Regions from separate parts of the Triticum aestivum genome. Here region 1 is linked to region 2. The links are chromatin contacts, called in public Hi-C maps. All regions are on one chromosome and are shown on one strand. The core of a region is the stretch at or near the end of the contact, and the rest is flanking DNA. Distances in the headings are between cores, read along the strand shown.

The links. Hi-C and Micro-C count contacts between places; a contact is called where the count stands out from the background.
Region 1: a Hi-C map of leaf shows a contact between it and region 2, with 4 times the contacts expected there. The contact joins the promoter of LOC123159093 here to the promoter of LOC123161194 in region 2. A contact is called at or near these places in 3 of 5 Hi-C or Micro-C datasets (all in leaf).

What each region holds. Positions count from the first base shown.
Region 1 is chr7B:582,191,152-582,198,182 of IWGSC CS RefSeq v2.1, forward strand. LOC123159093 (leucine-rich repeat protein 2) reads right to left here and starts at 5,377. Exons shown (of 6, transcript XM_044576897.1): 1 at 5,028-5,377; 2 at 4,576-4,647; 3 at 4,341-4,484; 4 at 3,992-4,063; 5 at 3,830-3,901; 6 at 2,964-3,537. The coding sequence starts at 5,254. The coding sequence ends at 3,468.
Region 2 is chr7B:581,933,486-581,940,405 of IWGSC CS RefSeq v2.1, forward strand. It overlaps LOC123161194 (quinone-oxidoreductase QR2), which reads right to left and starts at 1,656. Exons shown (of 2, transcript XM_044579045.1): 1 at 1,412-1,656; 2 at 566-1,304. The coding sequence starts at 1,434. The coding sequence ends at 713. It overlaps LOC123161195, which reads left to right. Exons shown (of 8, transcript XR_006480594.1): 7 at 1-152; 8 at 265-627.

The DNA of each region.
Region 1 (7,031 bases), core at 4,127-6,626, 260 kb after region 2:
GGTGTTTCCTCTTCGTGTAGCATTGGGACTCAATATGACCATCATTGTTGCAGTAGTCGCAATGTGGACGGGAGCGACCTGAGCCTCCAGAAGGAGTGGGCAAGAGCGGCGGAGCACTCGAGCGAGAGAGGGCCGGTGCAGCAGGTGGCGTGGAAGGAGGCCGAGTAGCGAGCACAGAGGGAACCTCCACCAAACCAACACCATGTAAGCGAGTCTCCTCAGCACGAATCTCAGAAAGCGCCTCCATGAGAGAAATATGGCCACGAGCAAACAACTGAGCACGCCGAGGCTCAAACTCCTTACGGAGCCGAGACATGAACTCGTAGACGCGATGAAACTCCAAATTGGCCTGGACAGCCTGGCAACAAGGGCAAGTACGACAACCAACACTGCGGAGAGAATCAAGCTGGCGCCAGATAGCAGAACTCTGTGCATAGAAGTCGTCAATAGTAGAGTCACCCTGCTGAAGAGCATGCTCCTGACGGACCACAGAAAGGTATAAGGCATCACCAGAGGGCTCATAGCGCTGACGAAGACGGGTCCACATCTCAAAGACAGTAGGAAGACCCAGAAACTCAGAAGCAAACTGAGGCAGAACACTAGCAGTGAGAGCAGCTGCAGCACGAGCATCATCATCAAGCCACTGGGTGTAAACAGAAAGAGCACCATGATACGTCTGAAGAGCCTCCTCATAAGCCAAAACCCTCTCATCATAAGCACGATCAGCAGCCTCATCAGCAAGCTTAGCCGCATCCTTGGCGGCCTGATTAGCATCCGTAGGAAGAACCGGTAGAGTCGGCGGAGTAGGGGCCACCAGAGGAACTGGACGTGGCGGACAGCAGACCTCGCCAGAAAGAACACCCCACAGACGGATGCCACGCATGTGAATGCGCATGAAGCCAGTGAACTCGGTGTAGTTAGTACCATCGAAGATCACCGGACAGCGAGGGACAACAACATAGCCTGAGGACAGAGACATCGCACCTGTTTTTTTTGTCAACGGAAGGGAACCAACAGAGGGTCTGGACGAGAACCGCAGCAGCAGTCAGGGGCGAGATCGAGGACCGATCTTGAGAGCGAGCCGCTCATGCAGGCAGGACCCCGAGCGAAGCAGCAGCAGTCAGGGGCGACTCTGCTTGGAAAACGGGATGGGGCCAGTGTCCTGGGCAACAGCAGCAGCTGTTCAATCCTTGACAAGCAGCAGCAGGAGATCGGACAGGATTGCTCGAGCTGGACCACGAGCGAAGCAGCAGCGGGAGGCGGAGACCTGCGGACGAGCCGGCCGGATCGGGCAGCACGAGTTGGCGGGCGAACTCGAGGGCAGAAGCAGCCGGCCTGGGCGCTCGATGAGGAGAGAGCAGTGCCGCTCGTAGAAGAAGGACGGCGGCTGCTCGGAGATTGGATCGAGAGCATGAGTTGCACGTGCGAAAAAAAAACCTAAGGCTCTAATACCATGTTAGGAATAAGCAACTTGTATTCCCATGAGGCCATAGGCCGATATATATACATGTACAGGTGTGGAACATATGCAGGAAACGCCTTATACAACGGGATAAATACAAAAAGGGTACATGACTTATATTATAACTCTAACAGTTATGACGGGGTAACTTATACCCGGAGGAGGCCCACTGGGAAGGTTTAGTTAGGGGCTTAGCCCACAAGTTATCTTATTTTTATTAGCATCGTGGTTATATAAACAATTGTAAGACTCTTTTGGCAATTAAGCAATAAGACTATTTCTATTGCCCGGCTCCGAGAGGAGCCGGAACCCTAAACCCTAGCCGCCTCCTGCCCTTGCGCCGCCTCCTCCCTCGCGCACGACGGCGCCCAGCCGCCGGCGACCGCGAGCTCGTCCACGCCCAACTCCTTCCTTCCCCTACAACCTCCGTCCTAGACCCGGTAGAACCCTAGCTCCTACCAGAAGAACTAAACATTCAGCATTTGAAAAAATGCAACCTGAGAATATTGTAGGCACTCGCACTCGCACATGCCAACTTGAGTTCATTCTGAATTCCTGTTATACACAAATCACCATGGCACAACAAGGCATAACAATTATATGTTCTAACAGGGCTGCGTCGAACAAAAGCGAAGTACACATAAGGGATTTTAAGCCCTTGTGTGGCCCCGAAATGTTCTGCGCCAGGCCCGGTATGCAGCTATCCTTTTGCTGAATCCAAAACCATTTAGATCTCAACTGTCACTGAAGAACAGAAACAGCACGAAAAATGCCACCATCAGATCAGAACTCACGTAAACCTACAGACTGGGAAAGTGCCTCTACTACTATAACGCCACATTTTCATCATTTGTCGTCCTACGATGCCCAACTGAAAGGAGGAAAAGGGGAAGAAAACCGAACGCTGTTGCAAGCCTGTAACCCACTCAGGATACTGTAAGCCTGTAACCCACTCATTAGAACCAACATTTTTCTCTCTCGCAGGATTGGTATGCAGGCACGATTTTTATTTCTGATTCTCCAGTTCTCTCTGTAATCTTGTCTTAGTCTTCAGTGTCAGGTAACTTTAGTTAGCATGAAAAGCAGCACAACAACATGCTCACTGGTTGAATTGAAAGTGGTTTTCACAGATGATTCATGCTTATATGACTACTACTGGGTGGGATATCAATGGTGCATTCATGTTAGCTCCAACAGAAAAGCATTAAAATTACTAGTTTGGTTCAGTTAAGTTGAATCTGAATGTTCAGAAGCATTAAAATATTGGATCCAAATGATAAAGACTATCACTGATTCAATGACATAGCATATCTAATAGGTGTGTCTTGTGGCATCCTTTTGAATTTCTGATGATTCTAATGGATTACGTATGATCTGCGTACGACACTGAATAACAGCCATCAATTGTTAAGATAATACAAAAATCGTACCCAACTTCATCAGTATGGAAAGCAGCTGCGTCTCCTGTAACGGGTTGTCCTCGCTACAATTGCTGCCATCATCCGGGCAACCGCTGGAGCTCATGTTTATCGATGTCACTTAACATTGTGTCACTGTACATATTGTACATTTCATGGATGAACAAAGTCTTCATATTGTTTTGCACTACAATGCTTGTACTTCAACCATACTAACATAGCAAAGAGATGTGCATCATTTGTAGATAAAACTTGAGATACATTCTTCAACAGCCCGGATTTAGTTCCGAACTGGCAAAGGCTTGCTAAACGGACCCAAGCGGTCAGCATAGCTGCGGTACTAAGCAGCTTATTACAATTTACAATACGGCAATAACAATCGATCAAGCTAAGACTTCTCACATCCCATTCTTTTCCTTCTGCGGTCTGAGTACCGAACGCAGACCCTACGCTCACATACCTTCTTCATCTTCTGCTGCATGTATCGCAAGCCATACATGTTGTAGTGCTAGGCTCCACACTATTTGTTGTACTACTATATTTTTTTGCCTTCCTTCCACGTGCATTGTCGTGTGCATCGGTGCTTCCTAGCATCCGAAGTCATAGGAAACCAATCCTTGCAGCTCCGGGCCGTTCAGCCTGCTGTTGTTCTCGAAGCTGAAAAATAACAGTTATGTCTTATTAGCATTCATCGCATGAACCCACTCACAGAGAAGATGCCATATTTGATATGAGAGCTATCAACTTATGAGTTATGAATGACTCAGCAGTCCGGAAAAAAAACTCATGAGACATGATTTCAAACACCATCATCATAACATTTCTAGCTTATGCAATCATGAAAAACTAGACCATCGCCCTTAAGAATTACAGTACAAATGTCTGAGCTTTTTAGGACTCCAGATGCACATTGGTTCTACAAAACATGCTAGTGGCCTTTGAGATATACCTTCGAAGAGGGAAGCTTGAGAATGGACCATCGACGGGGATCGTCCCACATAAGTCATTGTTAGACAAATCACTGCATGTCACAATGGCTTAAAAGTCAGCAACCATAGAGAATCAACAGCACAACTAAATCCGGTATACATATGTTAAGATGCACACTCACATGACTTTCAGGTTGGAGAGTTTGGCCAGCTCCCGTGGAATTGATCCAGCAAGTTTGTTGTTGTTCAAACGCCTATAAGAAATTGCTTTAGTACTCACTTAGGGAAAAATGTTCATATATGAATTAGGAGAGACAAACTTAGATCCTTTTCATACATTTAATGCTTAACTATGCCAAAAGCAAAATTTTAAATTGCATTTCAGTTTATTCAGAATTATGGGCACAACTTCCCAGCCATTTTGGGTACACCACTTGGACTAAAGAAAGATGCCATGAATTAGGAGTAGTTTTTTTAGAGGGGGCATTTGTACTGTGGAGGAATTAACTTCAATCAGAGGATAATACATACATGAATCTCAGTGAGCTGAGCTTGGAAAGGGACTTGGGGATTCTTCCGGTGAGCTTATTGGCATACAGATCCAAGCTGATCAAATTCTTCAGCTTGCCCAACTCTTTTGGGATCTCGCCGTTGAGGTTGTTCCTGTACAGCTCCCTGCAAATCAAGTTCCAATTGAGAAAATCAAACCATTTTGTTCCGTTCGAATAACAGAAACGGTGGAATTCATCATCGTAGGGGCACATACAGGTACTGAAGATTCACAAGGCGGCTGAGCTCGGGGCCGATGGAGCCGGAGACGTTGGAGTTGCCTAAATCCCTGCAGAAGTTTGCCATAAAGAGTGTCAGACAACACGGTTATCCAACCAACAGGATGCAATATTGTTGAACTATGACAGACAGACGCCACAACTACTGATTATGCTTGCAAGTTGTTCTTTTTTATATACAAATCGGCCCTTTTGAATGAACAGTTAGTATGATTATTCAACTAGTATTGCTTAAGCTATCAATCCCTTAAACAAGAAGCAAGTGCAAGACCAAAGATGAAAGACCATGGATATCCTTTGCCGGCACGCAAGCAGCTTGACCTAGTAGTAGTTTAAATCGAGCTTTGTTTCTGGGCTAATCTGAGCAAGCGCTGGGAAACCCTTGAAGATAAAAGCTTGATTGAGCGAGAGGGGAAGGACTGTAGCTTACAGGCGGACGACGCGGCTGGCGCTGTCGCAGGTGACGTGGAACCAGGTGCAGGGGTTGACGAGGGTGGGATCCCAGCTCTGGAGCACGCCGTTGGGGTCCGACAGCCGCATCCGCAGCGCGTACAGCGCGTCCCCCTCCTCGTTGGACGCCCGCGCCGCGCCGGCCGCCAGGCCCAGGAGCAGGGCGGCGCCGACGAGGAGGAGGGAGGAGGGCACGCGGGGCGCCATGGCGGCGAGGAGAGGCCGGGCGCGGGGGGAGGAGGGCGGAGGAGATCGACGGAGCTGCTGCTGCTGCTCTGCTCTGCTCTGCTGTAGCGTGGGAGGAGGAGGACGGGTGGTTGTGGAAATGGGAAAGGCGCTGCGTGACCGAGTGGTGTGGTCAATACGGCGAAGGATGGGTACCAAGTCCACGGTCAAACTTTGGACCGAGCACGCGGTGGAATCATTTTATCTGCAAAGGCTCACTGGGGTGGAAGTTGCGTCAGTAATGAAAAGTGACAAGGACAGGAGGTAGAAAATGAAAAAGGAAAGATGGAACGAACCGATCAAAAAGCTTGTACATGGAACTCAAAGATATAATGCAGGCAAAAGCAAATTCATGATCTTAGGAACCATGATGTCGAAGCCATACACATCAGACCTCGCTGAGAATTTCCTACTAGACACGATATACTCAAGGATCCATATAACCACCGCAAGATTAAAATTGAATTGACACCTGAATCGTAAAAAATCTTTAAAATCTCGATAGAACAATTTAGAATTGAAGTCTCAGTGAACATAGTTGTAGAGAAAATAGACCTCAGCTCGAGGCATTTTCTCTGCCCCTTCTTACCCTGAAAAAGTAGGGTCACCGACCAAGCTCTTGGTTGGCATGCATTCGTACACAAGAATCATCTCTTTCTTGTTGAATTTGAAACCCCATAAATCCCTTTTCCCTCTGAATGCAAAACCAAAGTATCCTAATTACATTGCAGTTTTAAAGATTTGCAGTTATTTCAATCTCAGTAGTGAATTCTGCTGAACCTTGAATAGATGATGATGTCAATCTTTTGACGGCAATCTCAATCCCACTAGTTAGTTTTCCCTAAAACCTCGATATCAAGTTCAAAAAGTAAATATCAACTTTTCTTTGGTGGATGAAGAAAGACAAATGTATCTACCCCTCGTTTCACTAAGCACAAATACCTGAAGACTTAAGGGATCTCAAGACTCTTATTTACAATATAGGAAATCAAAAGTGAATATAATATTAGTACATAATGGAACATAACTGATCAAAATTTAGGCTCATGATAGAAAATAACGCCACTATGGAGAACACGTACAATCTAACTAGTGACTAAGCTCCCAGGAAATCCACCCTCCTGGTGAATCGTGGCTGGCGAGCAGGCGATTGTCCCCCTGTCCCGTAGGTCCCAGTTGTCAGGTCGGTTTTTTTTAACCATCAAAAAAAGTTGTCAGGTCGGTTTGCGTCGTGCTATCGCTACCCCCACACATCCTCCCTCTCTCTATCTCTTCCTCCAATATCTTGTTCCCGACTCGCCGCCCAACTTCTCACCCATCTGTGGCCGCCACCGGCCATCTCCTCCACCGCCGCAGCCCCCATCTAGATCCGAGTCCAGCAACCCTCGGGCCTATCTCTTCCCAACAAAAAAACCAAGCTGACACCCCGACAAACCCTAGGATTGAGCACCCGTGCTGCATCCGGTTCTTCCCACTGCTCCTCCCACAGCCGTTAGCTCCATGTTGTGTTCTTCTCGCCTTCTCCGCAGCGTGTATGTGCCTTGCGCCGCCCATCGCGACCCCAGTCAAAGGGGATTTTTGATTTGGTATGGGACTGGGTGAGGTGATTGATGACTGAGATTTCTATGGGCGTCTTCCTGCTGTGGGTGGGGGGCGCTTCAGTCGCCGCTGTACGGGCTGGCCGTCCTGGTCTTCTTCCTGTTTCGGCTACCGCTCTCCATCCGGATTGGTGCCTTTCTTTTCTTTCATCGTTGGCTCT
Region 2 (6,920 bases), core at 406-2,905:
CTCTTAGTACTGAATTTAGTGTCAGGTAATTAGCTTTTGTGATCTCATGAACAGACTGAACTTGATGCGGCCTTATAATCCCATGACCATGTTGAAATTGATGATGTCTTGCTTCTCATACCAGTGAATGTTTCTTCGTTCTCTTGGACCAGGTAAGTCATTGTCCTGTTGAATATGAGCGCTAAACTATGCTCCCTACTAAATTTTTTAAAGGTGCTCCCTACTAATTTGATCACTATCTATTTTACCACATTGATGCGACAGGCACCCCGCGCCAAGGCGCGCTGTCGATCTAGTATGTGTTATCGTGCGTATCTTCAATGACTTCTCCCTCATCTTACTTGAGGTTGCATACTCTGTCGCGGAGGACATTAACCAGTTGCGTCCCTCCTTTGCATACATGCAGCTGCGTGTCTTTTTGGATGTAATCTGGTTGTAATTTCTTTTTTTCTCCGCTTTCATCTTATAAATAACATTTGTTCTTCTTTTCCTATATTTTTATCCTAAAAAATTAAAGGTCAAGCTTGAATTAATAAGTCAAAGTCAGAGCTGATAAGCAAACAACTATTGGAGGGAGTATTATTATTATTATTAAACAAGAGTGGAAAGGAACGGGAACGTGTTACAGAATTGTGTAAATCCTGCTCCATACATATATGACGAGTTCATCTTTGCACTGCATTGCATGAATTACGGTGTAGTAAATCAGATTTCAGACGGACTTGAGCTTCTTAGCGATGCCGGCGAAGTACTTCCCCTGGTGCTCCGCCAGAGCGAGCTCGGCGCCAGTGGGCACCCTGCCACCGTCGGCGCCGGCGAAGGTGCCAGCCCCGTACGCGCTGCCGCCCTTGACCTCGTCCATGATCAGCATGCCGGCGCCGTGCGTGCCCCCAACCGGCACGAACAGCATGCCGTGGTGCGCCAGCTGCGTGACGGCCGTGAGCGCGGTGGACTCCTGGCCGCCGCCCTGGGTGGCCGTCGCGAAGAAAACGCCCGCGGGCTTGCCGGCGAGAGACTGCTCCTTCCAGAGGCCGCCGGTGGAGTCGAAGAAGGTCTTCATCTGCGCGGCCATCATGCCGAACCGCGTCGGGGTGCCGAACAGGACGCCGTCGGCCTCGGCCAGCTGGCTCGCCGTGATGACGGGGTGGTCCTGACGCACCGGCGCGGCGTGCATCTTCACCAGCACGTCCTCCGGCAGCGTCTCCGGCACCCGCCATATGGTGACCTCGACGCCGGGGACGGAGTCGGCGCCCTTCTTTATCTCCTCCGCCAGCGTCGCGACGTGTCCCCACGTCGAGTAGTACCTGCGGATAAATGAAAATAATACAGAGCGGCCGGTCAGATCAGTGACAGTGAGCTAGCTAGCCGGAAGAAAAAGGGGCGACCAAAGGCGGAGCATGCATTGATTTACACGATGTATATCTTGGTCGCCATTGCTGCAGAGTTGTGATCTGCTTTGATTTTAGTTTCTTCCTAATACGAACTAAATTTCCTGCCCTAGCTTCTTGTCGCGGTCTGGCTTGTGAAGGAAGAAGAGTGAGAGGCACCGGTATTTATATAGAAAGACTGCGGTATGCTAACTGATTCAGTGGAGTGGTAGCAGTAGTTCTATACACTAAACTGGTTCAGTGGTGTCAATGGCGTCCGCTATCTTGGAAAAGCCATGGCTGCTAAGCGCTACTGGTAATTTAGAATGATCAAGTGTGACAGTGCGCAATATGTAATGAGGGAAAAGCAAGAGGAATCCACAATAACGGGGTTAGGTGATGATGATGAGGGAAGCTGCTCTGCAAAGCGGAAAAGCCTAGGTTGTGCGAGGTCATTTAGGCTTTGGTAACTGGCAAGTTGCTTGAGGAAGGGATACTTTTTCTTCTGAATGAAACTTTGTTGTACGCTGATTATAAAAAATAAGACACCAATTACACTACTACTAGTAGTAGTATGGCATAACAAGTTAAAACACATCACAGGACGATATTTTGAAAAAAATTGTGGGATGTTAAGAGGATGATATTCTATTGTCATGTGAAATTTCAAGTTAAAATACATTACGGGATGCAAGCTGTAAAAAAGACAAATTCAGCAATGAATAGTGACGTTACTGTTTGGCACTATTCAATGCTGATTGTGTTTTTTCATAGCTCATATCTCGTAATGTGTTTTTTTTCGGGAATATCTCGTAATGTGTTTGAACTTAAAATTTTGCAAGGCAATAGAACGACTCTCTGGAACAGTTCGGGTCCTGCCAATGTACCACAACTCTGTATGCAGGACCTCCCTCCTAGTTGAGCAATGAAATACCTTTAACCCCACAAAAAGTTTTTTTTAAGTATTAGAATTTTTGACTTCTTTTATGTTTACTAAATTATTTTCCATATCAAATCCACGGGCACCCGAGAGCCAAGGTGTATTTACCTGTGTCCAGACGGCTTGAGGAGGGGTATCCTACCAAGTGACGTTCAATTGAGTTTTTTTCTTTTTTAAATGCAGATAAAAGATTTGCATCATATATATTAATTAAGAGAAGAATAGAGTTTTACAATCAACCCTTACAACACCATGATAATTACTCATGCAAAATCATTTCCTCTAGCTTCTTTGCACCCGCGGCAACCCATAACTTTGGCTCTTCCAAAAATGTTGTTTAGGAGAATTGGCGGTGGCGCGCCCTTGAGTCGGAAGACTAGGGGCATGTTTGGTTGCAGTAGTGAACAGTAGTTGCATTGTATACACATCTCAACCCAGCCTAGCTATGGAAAAACAGCCTCATATGCGACATCTGCAAGTTGTTTGGTTGCCTGCATATGGACTTCCTGCATTAGGGATCAACTTTGGCACGTTGTTTGGTTGCCTGCATTGTCTCGGTGCATAGAACTACACGCTGTTTGGTTGCCCGCATGGGGTATGATTAAGAGCTAGCACTTGCACTTAGCACACAAGGTTAAGAGCTAGCAGAGGAATGGGGAGAAGAAATGCAGTGTGCGCTGGACCATGGCGACTGCGGTGGATAGTGACGGCGCCATGTCCGACATGACGAGCATGGAGTCGTGGATGAGCGACCCCGTCGGCGGCACGGCGAGCGACACCGTCCGTGAACTAGTTACGGTACTCGCGCGAAGACAGTCGACAGAGGAGGAGAATGCAGTGCTCGCACCATGGTATCGTCAATGCAGTGGACGAGAGAGGAGGCCGAGATGATTGACGCCGGAAACAACTCCAGTGTAGTAGGGCGAGAGAGAGAAGGCCAAGATGATCGACCTCGGCGGCGGCACGGCGAACTGCAGTGTGCACGGAGGTAGAGGGCACAAGAAAGTAGTGTGCGCGCCATTGCAGCGTCAGTGCAGTAGGAGGACGACAAAGAGTAGGCCGAGATGAGCGACGCATGGAACGACTCTAGTGTAGTAGGACGTGGGCAAGTAGATCAAGGGGAAGGGCTTCAGCGTCGAGAGGGACGAATAGGAGGGCTCTGAGCAGAGGACAGAGGAGCTAGACATGGCAGCGTCATTGCAGTAGACTGTTGTTCAAAGAGAGATGAAGCTATGATCGTCGAAACCAAAAACATACAACACGAATGTTGTGAGGAACTGCGAGATTAGGCTGCTGGTCAAAGGAAATTTCAAATGATCGTCGTGCGCAATGAATCTGACAAAATTCGTCCAGAATAGCTTCAAACGGGAAGACGAAATTAAGAACTTACGGCCGACGAAACTACGAACCGATCGCCTGAATGGAACCGTAGCATCGAGGTGCATCTTTCTCGTGTAGAGCTTACCTCGAATTGAAGCACCGTTGTGTAGATCGGACGAAGGAGATTAGATAGGAGCTTACTCGGGGTTGAAGAAGACCTCAGGTAATCACCTCGCATCCCTCCCGTCTCCATTCGTGCAAGGGCCCGCTCGCTTGCGCTCGGCTCGGCCTGGCTCATGAAAAACTGCCGATTCGAGCGTTTCCAGCGAGCCAGGCTCTAGGATGCTTTAAAAAATGTGCGATGCAGGCCCAACAGTGAAACTAGTCAACCAAACAGGCCTCTTTGTTCCCGCGCGGGCCTGGTTGGCCTTCAAGCGGGCAACCAAACACGCCCTAGGCATTCCTTTCATTCGAAAGCGCCCAGGATACAAACCCGGTGAAAGATGCCATAGCTTTGTTTGCCTTTGTTTGTTATAATCGGCTGTGGCACCAAGTACGTTCAATTGAGTTTGAATTCCATGCGCACAATGTTTGTGGTTGGGAAGCCTCGGTTTTCGCGCGGCTTAGAGCATCTACAGCCGGACTCAGCAAATCCGGCCCATCAAACGCCCGTGAATGGACGTGTTCGCGGGCACTAACCGGGCACTTGCTATATTCGCGTCTTCACATCCACGTATCTCATATTTTGTCCCATATTTTTATACTAAATCATGCAACATTGATAAAAAGTACGTAGATCATGAGCAAACATACAAATGCACAATTGGTTCATCAAAAGATCACAGCTGGATCATCGAAAGATAGCCAAAGTTCACATAATAAACATAATACGACGGACAAGTTCAAACGACAACTAAAAACTTGAAATAAAGACGAATTTTCACCACTTCCTCGCTGGCCCTTTGTCCTTCCGGTCGCCGGTGCAGCTGTAGGAGTTCGCGGCAGGAGGTGGGTCGCCGCTGGACCCGTCGGAGGAGGGGGAATCGGAGATGATGATGAAGCCTTGCAAGCGCCGGACGACGCGGTCTTGCTGGCGCTTGAGTTTGGCCACCCTCGCCGCCTCCCGCTCGGATTGCTCAATGACGAGCCGAAGCTGCTTGGCGTTGAGCCTCCGGAGCCGTCGGGCATTCATCTCCGCGTCAGTTAGTGACCGGCGGCACACCCACTCGAAGAGACGGTCCTCCTCGTTGGGCAACCGGCAGCGGCAGTGGACTACACAGACCCGTCGGACCAGCCCGCCATCTCCCAAGTCCTCTGCCTCTCGCGATGGGCAGCTCGTGCCTCCGACTCCGGAGTCCGCATCCGCGGCGTCGGCTGAGCGGGCACTAGAACCCAGCGTTGCCCGCGTGGAGCAATGACCGGAGGAGGAGGCCGTCGGGCAGGAGGAGCAGATCTGGCAGGCCTCGCTGATCCGCGCGTGGGGCATGAAGGGCTGGCGCCAGCATCGACGCTGACGCGACGGGGGACAGGGGCGTCACACCGGACCTGGAGCTGCCACTCGTATCGACCCGCGAGTGCTCGAGCGCAATACGGAGTGCGAACTCCTCCTCTTCTCCGAAGCTGCCGGTGCTAGACATGGTCGCCGACGCTAGGGATTTGGCAGATTGGGGAAATGGAACTGTCGGGAAGAGGAGGGAAGGTGAGCGGAGCGGAGTGGAGTGAGTTAGGATTTCTGCCGGAGGGGGGGGGTGTGTGGGGTCAGGGTGGGCCAATGATGGGCCGGGCTGATGTGGCGGGCGCGCCCGGGCGTGCCCGGATCGCCTCATATTCGTCTTACATTTGAGACAAATATGAGGGGTGCCAGGCCTGTTTGAGAGGTATTTTATGACCGGTCAGTGACCGGACACATGCCCGGCATATATAGAGCGCCCCGTTGTAGATGCTCTTAGAGCATCTCCAACAGCCGCCCAATGCGTGGCGCTGAAAAAATGAGTTTACAACGCGCAAGTAATTTTTTTTAGGACGCTAGAAGACGCTTGCTCCAACAAACGCTGTAAAATATGCAGCGCGCGCGAATCCAGCGGTCCCAATCAAGCGGTCCCATCTGCAGCAGCACAAAGTTTGCAGCAAGCGTGACCGGGCGCACTAAATATGCTGCGCGCGATGCCGTTTTGATGCGCGCGCTGCATTAGTTATAGCGCGCGCGCGTGCTTTTTGCGCAGCTGCTGGAGACTTCAAATAGGGTCCGCGCACGCTAAAAGCAGTTTTTATACTGCGGGTCGTTTATATAGGGTCTCTGTTGAAGATGCTCTTAGTCGTCAGCCTCCGCGGGATCATCTCGGGTGGCCAAGACGAATCTCTGGATGGCCCGTCGTCGCAACCACTGCGTCGACGACGTCTGCTGCATAACGACTCTTGCTGACCCCAGTTTGGCTGGCATATACAGTTTGAATTTGGAGCTGCTCCTTTCTTCACAGGGTGACTTCTTCGGCATGGCACAGCAGGGTCGCCATGCCCCATGATCAAGCTTTTAATCCGAGCCGAGACTTCGATATGGCGATATGCAAGCATGCAAGCATGTTACTGTTCATTCTATGTATGTTTAAGAAGGGAAAATCGTATCATTATGCTGCATGAATGCGATCGTGCGACTGAAATTGAGTTGTGACTTGGCTCCATGCACAGCATATGGCGCCTATTGACTTCTGTACTGCATGCCTCTACACGGAGAAAACTTCCGATTCTCATGTCAGGAGCTGGATGGAGTATTTGTCTGCTGCACGAGCTGCACGACATCACCGTCATCCACACGATGAGACCATCGGTGAACCTTTTTCATCCCTGTCAGCGTAGACGATATACATATACAGTCACTTCGTCTGAAAGCTAAGATTAGATTACCCTTCTAACCTATGTATCCAGCTCATATGTCAGTTCATGCACATAGGTAATTATTAATTATATTTTAAGACAGTAAAACCGAGTCTAAAGCGAGGTCTCTCAAGCCCCAAACTATTTCGGTAGTCGGATTACACATTTAGATCATTTCTGGCCGTCACTTGTTTACAACAACTGGCCTGCCTGTCCTAATGGGCAGCTATTCTGGAGACTTTTTTGAAGGCCTGTCATTGATTGGGCTTCATTGGCGTATTTTCAGGGGGTGCTGCTAGACTTACGAAACCCAGCTACGTAAAGCTACGTGCTAGACTTACGAAACCCAGCTACGTGCTAGACTTACAAAACCCAGCTACGTAAAGCTACGTTCTTTCCTTAACGCTAAACTAATCGCCCCC